Regions from separate parts of the Ovis aries genome. Here region 2 is linked to region 1. The links are chromatin contacts, called in public Hi-C maps. All regions are on one chromosome and are shown on one strand. The core of a region is the stretch at or near the end of the contact, and the rest is flanking DNA. Distances in the headings are between cores, read along the strand shown.

Evidence for each region. A called contact is a pair of places that touch in the nucleus more often than the background predicts.
Region 2: a contact with region 1 is called in a Hi-C map of liver, with 1.7 times the contacts expected there. The contact joins the promoter of MB21D2 here to the enhancer-like site in region 1. A contact is called at or near these places in 3 of 16 Hi-C or Micro-C datasets (blood and liver).

The regions. Positions count from the first base shown.
Region 1 is chr1:195,258,264-195,264,239 of ARS-UI_Ramb_v3.0, forward strand. No RefSeq gene overlaps it. Among named protein-coding and RNA genes, the nearest start is that of MB21D2, 56 kb to the right of the region's middle. Within about 2 kb of position 2,823, at least 2 of the 54 cell types and tissues checked have an H3K27ac peak or open chromatin away from gene starts, as enhancers often do. A contact at or near this core is called in liver, where this site is marked.
Region 2 is chr1:195,313,788-195,319,763 of ARS-UI_Ramb_v3.0, forward strand. It overlaps MB21D2 (Mab-21 domain containing 2), which reads left to right and starts at 3,036. Exons shown (of 2, transcript XM_027957290.2): 1 at 3,036-3,657. The coding sequence starts at 3,447.

The sequences.
Region 1 (5,976 bases), core at 1,573-4,072:
GTAGTTGAAGACATGTTCCCTCTCTCAAGATTTGTGAACTGAAAAACTCTCCCACAGTTGCAGGGCTTCAGATATGTTGCAGTCACACACACAAAAATAAGTAGTTGAAACATCTGAAGTATGTATCAATAGGAAAAGAACATGTCTCCACAGAGTGCCTGAAATCATTTGGGACTCCAACTTCTATTCGTAAAACCTAGGCCTGAAAAATAGACTGCAGCCCACCTCATGCAGCCCCTTTTGTTCTCCAGATGAGAAAGCAAGGCTGTAGAGTGGGACAGTAACCAGCCCAAGTTCACAGCTGGCTCTGAACTCAGGTTTCCTATTTGGGGACCAACTGTCTTTCCAGTGATTCAGGCTGCCTTCCAAGACAAAGAGCAGAGTCCCTTCTCTGTCAGATTAGCTGCAATGGCAAATGTCCATAAAACATTTTTATTTACTTGTTTATGTTTGGCTGTGCTGGGTCTTTGTGCTGGGTTTTCTCCAGTTGGAGCAAGGGAGCGGGAGTGGGCTACTCTCTAGCTGCGGTGTGCAGGCTTTGCATTGCAGTGGCTTCTCTTGTTGCTGGGCACAGGCTCTAGTATGTTCAGGCTTCAGTAGTCGCAGCTTGCAGGTTTCATGCCCCACAGCGTGTGGGATCTCCCCAGACCAGGGACCAAACCCATGTCCCCTGCATTGGCAGGATGATTCTTAACCTCTGAACCACCAGGGAAGTCCATATTTACTTTTACACCTTAGCTTGATTTGACTTGTGAAGATTTAAAGGTAAAACAGATGTAGCTATGATTGCTCCTACTCAAGATTCAGATTCAGTTTGTATTTATTAACCACCTATTACACGGGCAGACATTGAGATGGTGTTTTCCTTAATGTAGTAGGAAGTTTAGGGATCTGTTTGGGCCTGAGGAACACCTGGTGATGGGGACTAGTGCACAGAAGAGCTTCTCTTGCCATCTGCCACCTCTGTTTCCCTCTCATCATTGTTTTATTCTTTTCAATAGACACCTCTGCATCTGGTCCTCTCAGCTGAAAACAAGGTCTGCAACAGCTGTGGAAAGTTATGTTACAGAGTCAGTAAATGACCCTGGTCCCTTGGTCCCAGTACCAAATTCCTAAGGAAGAAACAATCAGCCCAGAATATCCATCCTTAGACCATCAACAGAAGCCAGGGAATCAGAACCACACTATATAACACAGCTGCTCCCAGAGTAACTATCAGGATGCGGAGGGCACTCCAGGAAAATCTGAGACATGCTTAGATAAAATATTATTGATTCCAGAACAGACACAGGAATTAATTTAACATTCACAGCAGCCCCATTCATTCATTTATTCATTAAATATTTATTGAACACTGCTGCTTTCTACCTCCTATCTCAGATAATAGGGATATAGCAGTGAGCAAAATAAGCAAAAAAGACAGAAAAAGGTATAAACAAGGAAATATACTGTGCATGAGATAGGGGAAAGTGCCATGGGAAAAATAAAACAGTTAGGAACAAGGATGGGGGTGAGTATATGTGCACATACCTACAATTTTATGAAGCACTGATGGGGAAGGCCTCATTTAGAAGAGAATATTTGAGTTGAATTTTGGAGAAATAGAGCAAGTCATGAGGCTATGAGGTAAGAGCTTTTCTGGCAGAAATACAGCAAGTGCAAAAAACAAAAAACAAAAAAAACACTGAAGGAAACAAATCCCTCAGGCTGAGATGTGCCTTGAGTGTTCGAGAAATAGCCAAGAGGTTGAAATGACTCTATCAGAGAATAAGAGAAAGAGTGTCAAGAGATGATGTCCCTGAGGTGAGAGAAGATGCATGGCCTTGGGCGCTTTGAGGACTTTGGCTTTTGCTCTGAGTGAAATGGGCTTCCCTGGTGATTCAGATGGTAAAGAATCTGCCTGCAATGTGGGAGACCCAGATTTGATCTCTGGGTCAAAAAGATCCCGTGGAGAAGGAAGTGGCAACCCACTGCAGTATTCTTGCCTGGAAAATCCCGTGGACAGAGGAGGCTGGCAGACTACAGTCTGTGGGGTCGTGAAGAGTCAGACATGACTGAGTAACACGTCTGAGTCAAATGGAAATCCATTCAAAGGTTTAAAGACTAGAAGTAACATAATCTCATGCCTATTGTGTTGAGAAGGTGCTAGGAAAGCAGAGTGGTAGTGAGCAGGCAGTCAAATTTTGGATTTATTTTGAAAAAAGAACTGACAAGTTGTGCCAATTGATTGGATATGAGGGATGAGAAAGAGAGGGGACTTAATGATGAGCAACTAGAAAGGCAGAGTTGGCATGTACTACAATGGGCAAGACTAGGAGAGGCAGGTCAGTGAGGTGAAGGGAGCTAAGAGTCCAGTTGAGGACACGTTAAGCCCAAGATGCTCTTTAGACATCCAAGTGGACAGTGAAAGGGCAGTTGGCTAAATGAACACTGAGTTCATGCGGGAGACTCTGCTGGAGATAGAGATTTTGGAATTGTCAGTTCATAGATGGTGCTTAAAGCCCTGAAACTGAATGATATCACCTTGAAAGTGAATATCAACAGAGAAGAAATGAGGGCAGAGGAGTTTCAGAGTAGTCCCCAGGGTAGGTTAAATCAGAGAGCGAAATGTATATGAGATATTGAAATCAAGAATTATGATTAGGAATAGGTGTAAGTGAAGTAATTCACCTTAGATCTGGTGAGTGGACGAGCCAGACTGATTGCAAGGACTTGGCGATCCTCAAAACCTCCTGGTGGAGCCATTAATGCTAATATCTTCTCTGCCTTCTGGCCTTCATTTTCCCTCCCATTACCCCTGGTCTCCTAATTTCCTCATCACAGAACACGTCCTACATTTATCACAGGAAGCTGAGGCTCAGAGAGGCTAAGAGACATTGTCTAAGATCAAAAAACAGCTAGAAAATGGAATCATTTTTTTACCCAAGAGGTAAGATAAGACAGATGCCAAAGAGTTGAATGCCAGAATCAAGACAAAAATGCCTCCTGTGAAGGAAATAATAGTGCTGAAGGAACTAACAGTGCCGAAGGATTCAGACCACACAAGAGCACATTTTTGTAGCAGCCCAAACGTCACAGACCCCCTTCTGGTTTCCTCTCATTTGTCCACTCTGTATTGTGTGATGAGGGCTTGGCAAGGTTGGAAACCTTGAAAGATTTCATAAGAATTTGTAAAGGTCATTACAAAGTGTTTCATGATTGTTCATCATTATCTTTTAATTCCTGTTTTTGAGAAACAGGAAGAAAAGTAAACAGGAAAAGTACATGAAAATCCCCTACAGGATCCCATTAAACAAAAATAGTGCTGACAGGAAGCAAACATCTTAAAACCTGAAAGGGGGTAGAGGACGATCTGGACTGAGAAATCTAGAGGACTGACTACCTTTCATTGCTATCAAAGTAATCAGTTACTGTTAAATGGAACAGTGACCAACATTTGGGCAACAGTTTATTTCCTCCTTGCACCCCTTTCTGCCATGTTAGACATTCTCCTCTCCCCCCAACCGGCAACTGCTCTCTGCCAACACCTGTAAAGGAAAGAGAATCAGACTTGGCAGGGCGTCTGTTCTGGTGGCCAAGTTATACCATCATATCTTGGCCTTGTAAGCAAGTGCCTAAAAATAATAGCTAGCATGTATTGAGTTGCTGCGTTGTGCTAGGCTATGGATTTTACACACACCATTTAGAAAGGGCTAGAAAAAATTGCCATACCCGAAAAGTTTCTGCTTCGTTCGAATTATTTCTATTTTATCAGTTCTAAGACTTGACGAGTGGTGACTCAAATGTGAAATAATCCCTTGGAATAGCTAAGTTTAGTGAACGTTTATAGAATTCTACCGCATACGGGAGGTCCAGACTCTCACTGTGAATGCAGAGATGGACAAGACAGAGCCCTGCAGGAGCTAATAGTCTGGTTAAACATTACAGTTAGTGTTTGTCAAACCTGCACTATGTTGCTGCCTATCATGCAGTTCTCACTAAAAAGGACACTCAAATGGAAATCAGAAGGCTTCATTCCTACTCTCTCTACCATTGATTTAACTATGAAAACTACAGGTGAGTCACTTCCCCTTTTTGAAACCCAACTGCATCTTTTAAAACGAATGTTTTGCACCATTTACAATAGCCAGACAATAGAATCAACCTCGATGTTCATCAGCAGATGAATGGATAAAGAAGTTATGGTGCCTATGTACAATGAAATATTACTCAACCATAAAAAAGAACAAATTTGAGTCAGTTCTAGTGAGGTGGATGAACCTAGAGCCTGTTATACAGAATGAAGTAAGTCAGAACGAGAAAAACAAATATTATTTATTAACACATATATATGGAAACTAGAAAAATGGTGTTGGCGAAGCTATTTGCAGGGCAGGAATAGAAACCCAGACATAGAGAAAAGATCTGTGGACACAGCAGGGTAAGGAGAGGGTGAGATGGATTGAGAGAGTAGCATTGAAACCTACATTACTATATGTGAAATAGATAGCTAGTGGGCAGTTGCTGTATGATGCAGGGAGCTCGACCCAGTGCTCTGTGACAACCTAGAGGCGTGGGAAGGAGTGAGGGGTTGGGAGGGAGGGTCACGAGGCAGGAGACACAGGTATACTTACAGCTAATGCACACTGCTGTGTGGCAGAAATAAACACAGCATTGTAAAGCAATTATTCACCAATTAAAAAAAAATTTTAAGAGGAATGCTTTGGCCCCTCGTCCTGTGTTCTCTTCCAGTGCTAACCATTTGTGAGTCTACTGCTGTTTCATTTTTATTTATTCAACAAACATTATTTGGGACAATATGCCAGGCACTTTGCAAATAGTAACATACTTATTCCTCGTAACAGTAGTATGCAGGTACTACTATTATCCTCTAATATCATCCCCAATCATATAAGTGTATCAACCTTATAGTAAAATAAAAGGGATATTATTATCCCCTTTTACAGATGGTGAAACTGAGGTACAGAGTCACTTTAAAATATTTAAGATTTATTTTATTCTCAAAACACTTGGAATTTTTTACTTTTGCTTTGCTGAGTGTACAAGCAGTCTTCGAAATTTCATTCCAGGTACAATTAGGTTGTCAGTTACGTTTCCTACTTTTAGAACAACTGTAGTCATCTAGCAGAGATGGTGGGGCAATGAGAACTCTTGTGTCACGGTCACAAACACACTGGAGCAGCCAGTGGGGAGCCTCTTCTTGTCCTTTCTGTCCCTCAGCAACTGCATTTTCTCCCTCTCTGGAATGAAAGAAAGTATGTGAAAGTGCCTGCCGGAAACCAGCTCATTTTACGCGAAAAGATAACCCCCTTCCCTCTTTCCTTTCCTCCCTCCTTCTCTCCTCCCTCCATCTTTCCTTCCTCTCACACTCAGCCTTTTAACCCCACCACTTTCTTGAGGGGAGTTGCACTGGGTCTTCCTTGGGGCACCCGGGCTTTCTCTAGTTGTGGAGAATGGAGGCTACTCCTTGTGGTGAGCCGGCTTCTCACTGTGGTGGCTTCTCTTGTTGCAGAGCTGGACACTAGTCTCCTGGGCTCAGTAGTTGTGGCGCACGGGGTTAGTTGCCCCATGGCATGGGGAATCTTCACAGACCAGGGATCGAACCCATGTCCCCTGCATTGGCAGGCAGATCTCCTATCCACGGTGCCACCAGGGAAGTCCTCAATCCCACCACTTTTGCAGTGATGTTCTTTCCTGCATTTCTAACCATTTCCTACACAAAAGCAATTGCTTGTTCTGCCCACCTCCCAGACTGTCTATGGACCTGTATCACGAGATTCTACTCTCCTCCTCACCTCTCCCCACCCCCAACTACTTTCAGAGTCCATTTATCTACTCGGGCTGTGATCGCCTCATCGCTGCTGGGTCTGCCACCACAGCTCTGTAATTGATCCCCAGGGCTCCCCTTTCCTGCTACCACAAATTCCCTCTCTCCACCTCCCTGTCCCAGCCATTCTACTTCTCTACATTGCTCTG
Region 2 (5,976 bases), core at 1,786-4,285, 56 kb after region 1:
AAATAAAAGTCTACACAAATAGAAGCAGAAATACCTACATTTATAACAACTCAAGTGATTGTTGGGAAACCATAGATAGCTTTTGTTATTGTTGTTGTATGTGCTCAGTCATGTCCGACTGTTTCCAACACTGTAGACTGTAGCTTGCCGAGCTCCTCTGTCTGTGGAATTTCCCAGGCAAGCATACTGTAGTGGGTCGCCATTTCCTACTCCAGGGGATCTTCCTGACCCAGGGATCGAACCTGTGTCTCTTGCATCTCCTGCAGTGGCAGATGGATTCTTTACCACTGCACCAGTGGGAAAGCCCATAGATAGTTTACACTGAGATATTTTACTGTAGCACACAAATCACCTAAATGTTGACTTCCTGGTCTTTGAGAGATGATGTTAATTTGTTCATTCATTAAACACATTAATTAAGGTCATAAGGTGAGCCAAGAAATGTATTAAATGTGGTGTTTAGGAAGGTAAAGAGACAGCACTTAGCCTTGAGGAGCTCAGTCTACAGGAACTCAGAGGTTCAAGTCTCCCAAAAGACCAGTTCAAGAAATTATGACCTGGTCCTCTTTCCCTGTTTTGCCAGTTGGACAAAGGATATTTGTATCATCTTAGTGTAGCCGTATGCTGCTGCTGCTGCTGCTGCTAAGTTGCTTTAGTTGTGTCCGACTATGTGCAACCCCATAGACGGCAGCCCACCAGGCTTATACAGTGTAGCTGTATAAGAGCACTTAAAGGTATTTAGTTTACTGTTCAGGATTATTCAAATACACAGACTCACTGAAGGTCAATAGCTCATAGAATTCTGATCTGGCTGATGGAAAGTGAGCAGATAGTATAGAAGAACAGAGAGACCATTTGTTGACTTCCTTATTCAAAACATCCAAGACTCATGGCTGAGGCATAATTCCTACTACCTGTTTTATCTCTATGACTATAAGTATCACAAGGAGGAGCACTGGATCATTCACACTTTGGGAAATTAACAAAGAAAGAGTGTCTTGAATTTTTGCCTGAATTCTTTCAAACTGTATTAGGTTGGAGTTTGTTGCTTGAATGGGTGAATTAGTATCATTCTGATCCATGAAATGATTGTGCCTTAACCACCTGTCTTACTGATGGCTATCATTGATCATGAGAGAAGAACTGACAGATGGGAGTGGATCGATTTGTATCGTGGTTTCAACCGCTTACACAGTTTATTCCACTGCACAAACAATGGTAATACTCTCACAGGTGAGAAATCAGGGCAGCACAGCAGACCTGCAAAAGCCAGAGTTTTAAGTAACTCCCTCATCAAGTGCACCAGCATTCAGCTGGGCATGTGTATTCCCTCTTTAATATTATCTGAGAGAGAAAGCTTGTTTCAAAGAGAAGAAAACCCAAAAAGAAATTAACCGGTTATGCCAAAGTTCTTCATTCAACACCTGATGCAATAAACACTGAGGGCCTTTGTGCAGGGACCAATCTGAAGATGAGTAAGATGCAGCCATCCTAGGGAAGTTCATAGTTTGAAACTTGCATTAACAATGATAAAAGTAGGTCAAAATTCATCAGAGGCATATGAAAGTTTCTGAAACGGTGCAGTGGAGGTTCTAAGGAGAAAGATTTTGCCACCAGCTTAGGGTAGGGTCTTAGGGAAAGCTTACAGAAAAAGGCATAGAAGGAATTGACTCTGTCATTTAATTTGTAAAGAAAAAAGAAATTACCAATTCACTTAACAAAAACTTTTTTACCCTTCTCCTCCATAGTTTGTTGTTGTCCTTGTTTTGTTTTAGTGCTAAATTATATCTGACTCTTTTGCAACCCCATGGACTGTAGCCCTGGCCAGGCTCCTCTGTCCATGGGGTTTCCCAGACAAAAATACTGGAGTGGGTTGCCATTTCCTTCTCCAGGGGATCTTCCAGACCCAGGCATTGTAGTAGCTAACATTTAATTAAGCACTGATTGTGTCCGGTATTTCACTAAGTGCTTGGCCCACTTTGTTTCATGTAATCTTCAAAACAATCTATGAGATAGGAATTATCACCTCTATTTTATAGGAAAAGGCAGACAGAGCCTGAACTAACAGAAGAGTTTGTATTCTTGGCTATGAGAACCCAGGTAAGAAAAAGCTCTTATATCCAGCCTATGGGATAGAGACAAGTCGGGTTTTGAAGAATTAGTGAGGAAGAGAAACCTTTTCTAAGACCGCAGAGTCGGAGACCACTTAGCAACTGAACAAAGAGTAGGAGGCCTCCTAAGTGTCTGAGTCAAAAACCTCATAACAGTAAAAACATCTGAAGGACCTTGGACTTAGGTAGAATCTGTCTTGTTGAGTATGATTCCATCTCAGGAACCTTGTCTTTTGTCTTATCACTGTCCGCAGAGATTCTAGCACTCTGCCTGGCAAATAGTAGATGCTCAAATTTTTATCTGTTAAATGAGAATTTTCACCGTCATTGAACATTCACTGGAACGTGGGGCAATTAATTATGTTCCCTTCCTCACGCCTACACTTTGGTTTTCCTATCTTAATATTGGAACGGGCTGAACATCATTAAGACACTATATTAAGTTTAATAAGCTGTTATCCAGGAAAACTTAATTACCTAGGGCAAAAGTAGGAATATTATAGTGGCTAATAGGAACGTCTGTACGGGACAAGGAGGACATTCTTTTTTATACGTTTAATCCTAATATTTTTGGCAGTCTGTGCAGAAGAGGGCAGAAGGTTGGTTTTACATTCCTTAAGGCGGGCTCCCTCACCATCTAAAGGCGCTGGAATTCGTGAGACTGAAACGCTCGCATAGGGATGCCCTCGCCCAGGACACCGCCCTTAAAATCAGACAGAGGAAGACTTCTTTTTCCTTGAAGGCGCTTGGCAATCCCTGCCCCCTAAGGGAGTGGAGGCAGAGAAAGAATACATCTACATCTCTCACGTCTGCCCGAGTACAGATTGGCAAGTGGTATGGAGCGCAGACCTCTGTCATTTATTTATTTTTCTTTCCACTGGGTGCGCTGTCCCTTTAAATGGGGGACGCTGGTGCTGGCTCCGTAACACCGGAGCCGGCAGCTTGTTGATTTCAGAGCTGGTGAATTTCACATTGTTTCCACTTCACTTTCCTCGCCCGGGGGAGGCTTAGGTTGGCTCTACAACCGCTATAGTCGGGGCCAGCGAGGGCCAGGGGAGGGCAGGGACCTACTGCATCTGGGCCGGCTTGGGGCCGCAGGAAAGGGTGTCGGGGCCACACACGCACTCTCCCTGCAGTCCAGATCCTCCTGAAGCCCGTACGCCCGGAGCGCACCCAGCCGGGACCGCCCGCCTAGACGCCGGCCCGCCAGCCCGCCCACGGGCCGGGGTCACAGCCAAGGAGCCGACGAGGGGAGGAGGCCCAGGGGGGCTGGGTGGGGGGGCGGGGGTGGGTGCTGCCGCCGCCGCCGCGGAGCTGCTACTCGGCGCGTTTTGTATGAAGATGGCGGCTCCCACCGCCAGCAAGGCAGCCTCCCTGGGCTGTAACAACAAGCCTGCGTTCCCGGAGCTGGATTTCAGGTCGGGAGCTCGGGTGGAGGAATTGAACAAACTCATCCAAGAATTTACGAAGCACGACCAGCGGGAATATGACGACCAGAGAGCACTGGAGATTCACACAGCTAAGGATTTCATCTTTTCCATGCTGGGTAAGGAGGAAAAAGAGAGGGGTGTGTGTGTGTGAGTGATGGGAAACAGGGTAAAGAACCCATTCCCCCTTCTCGTGCGCTCTTTCCTTCTTTTCTTCCCGGAGCCAGGTGCCTGGGGTATAACCCATCTCTGTTCCGCCTTTTCCATTCTTCGCCGCAACCTGAGCTGCCTTCCCTTCCCTCCTAACTATACTTTGCCCCGGGTCCCTTTCCCGCACCGCCCCGGATTACTGACTCTTTTGTTAATTTCTCGCCGACTGGGGGTGGTAGGCAGGTGAAGCGTTGGTGGTGAAACGGCTCACTGTTGAGGGGAAGCCCCTGGAAGCCGCGCGGTCCAGAAGAGAACCCGTGGCGCCTTCAATGAAGGGATTTGTCTCTGGAGGCACGGACGTGCTCCTTCCCTGCGCCGTGTCTCAGGTCCTCTCTGGAGCTCGGGGAATGGAGACAGCCTGGGGCTCTGGCTCGGCTCCCGAGCGACAAGTTGCGAGCAGTCTTGCGGCGCGGCGCTGTCACGCCGAGCCTCCGGTGGCCAAACTTGTTGGGTGTTCCCTAGTAACCCGCTCGAGTATGCTGGGCGCCCGGAGTTCCTGCAACTTTGATTTGCAAATAGATTTCCCACTGAAGCGGTTGGAAGCATTTCCGGTGCTTCTTCAGGGTTCTTGCTGATCTCAGAATTCCTAATTCCCAGCTCGAAAATGACCGCGCTCAGACCTCTGACCCCGAGGATCGCCAGCCCCTTGCTCTTTGTGTGCTGTCTGTTCGCTGGCCGAGAGAGGTGTCCTGGGTTTCGAACCTCGGCGACGTTTGGGTTAGAATAAAGCCGCCTCTCCCATCCCCCAGCCTGGCACCTACAGGTCCTTAACAGATTGTTGAACGTTGTGTATAGGAAAATAATTGAGCCGGGCAGGGCGATCGAATAATCCCCTAGTATCCTGTAGTTCGGAGTAGTGCTGTGGGAGTCCGCTGGTGGGAGCCTCCCACGTAGCTTGCGGCTCCACCGAGGCAACTCTGGCTGCCGTGCAGTACGTGGCCTGGGGGTTAACACTCCACCGAACTGGGACTCCAGTGTAGCGCTGCCTGACTCGTGTCTCTGTGAGCTCTACAAACACATTCTTGGGCAATTTACCAGGTAGTGGAAAATTTCATTGAAAAGGTCTTTGACTGCAGAGGAAGACTTGAGTTTTTTCCTTCGTCCTGCCATCTATTGGATTTCATCCGCTGCCTCCTCTGGTTTCTGGTTCTATCAGAGTGTACCTTCCGTCTCGGTTTGCGTCCTCCCCACAGCCCAAGAAGTGGGTAATACAAATTGAACGTGTGGCCGCGGAGGGTAGTAACGTTTTGGGATGTTGTATGAGACACATTAAAACTTGGGGCTGGATTTTACCTTTTGCTCCATTCTCCCCAAGTGTATCCTAGATTGTGTATGAGGTTGGAAAGCACTCTGTTGAGATATTCGACGATTCAGCTAGTATTTAGATAAATGTGGGGTGTGTATGTGTGTGTGCGTGTGTTTAAATTACTCCCTAATCTTGTGGTGGGATGGGATTCCAGAGGGAAACTTTAGAAGCTTACAAAGCTTTCAGATCTGAAAACCAGCACTGCGCTTGTCAGAAGGGTGAGGATACACAGAGAATGCTCAGGGCAGTTATTTAAGTTGTTTAATCATTGCCTCTCTTCAGCATGTCTAATGGAAATTGCCCGTTGTGTTCTTACAGCCCCCAAATCAATTCTGATGTCTCCTGCTCTAGGTCGTTCACTAGGAAAAGGTGCTTGGTCACCATCAGTAAGGGATACTCAAGGAGCAGAAAAGGGGAGACTGTGGGAAGGGGTTAAGTTTAAACGCCCAGCTCATTGGGAACTTCTGTGTTAACCCCACAGCTGATACAGTGATTTCACAAAACCTTTACCCACATATGAATGGCAAATGAATTATTGCTTAATTCATTTTCATTTTGTGTTGAATGTCATGAGTGTGTTGACAGGTAAACGAAATTCCCTTTTATTCCTTTTTACCCACTTGATCTTGCAAGAGTGGTCTTTTTCTCCCCCTGGGAATCTGATGTTTCCACCTGCAGGAGAGAAAAATTCAGGAGAATGTCATTTAAGCCTCTTAGCCCTCTGGACAGTAGAAGGCAGATGGCAAAATGAGCCTGCCTGTGTGTGGTGCTGCGTTCATTTGTGTGTTGCTTGCTTTCCTTTAATGAGGTGCTGGCTGCTCTAGACAAGTGAAGGTTTGGCGACAGCAAGAGTCCCTGTGTGGATTTACTTTTTCTAAAGCGGATTTTCGCTGGGCTTAAAAAAAACAAAATCTCTTTTTGT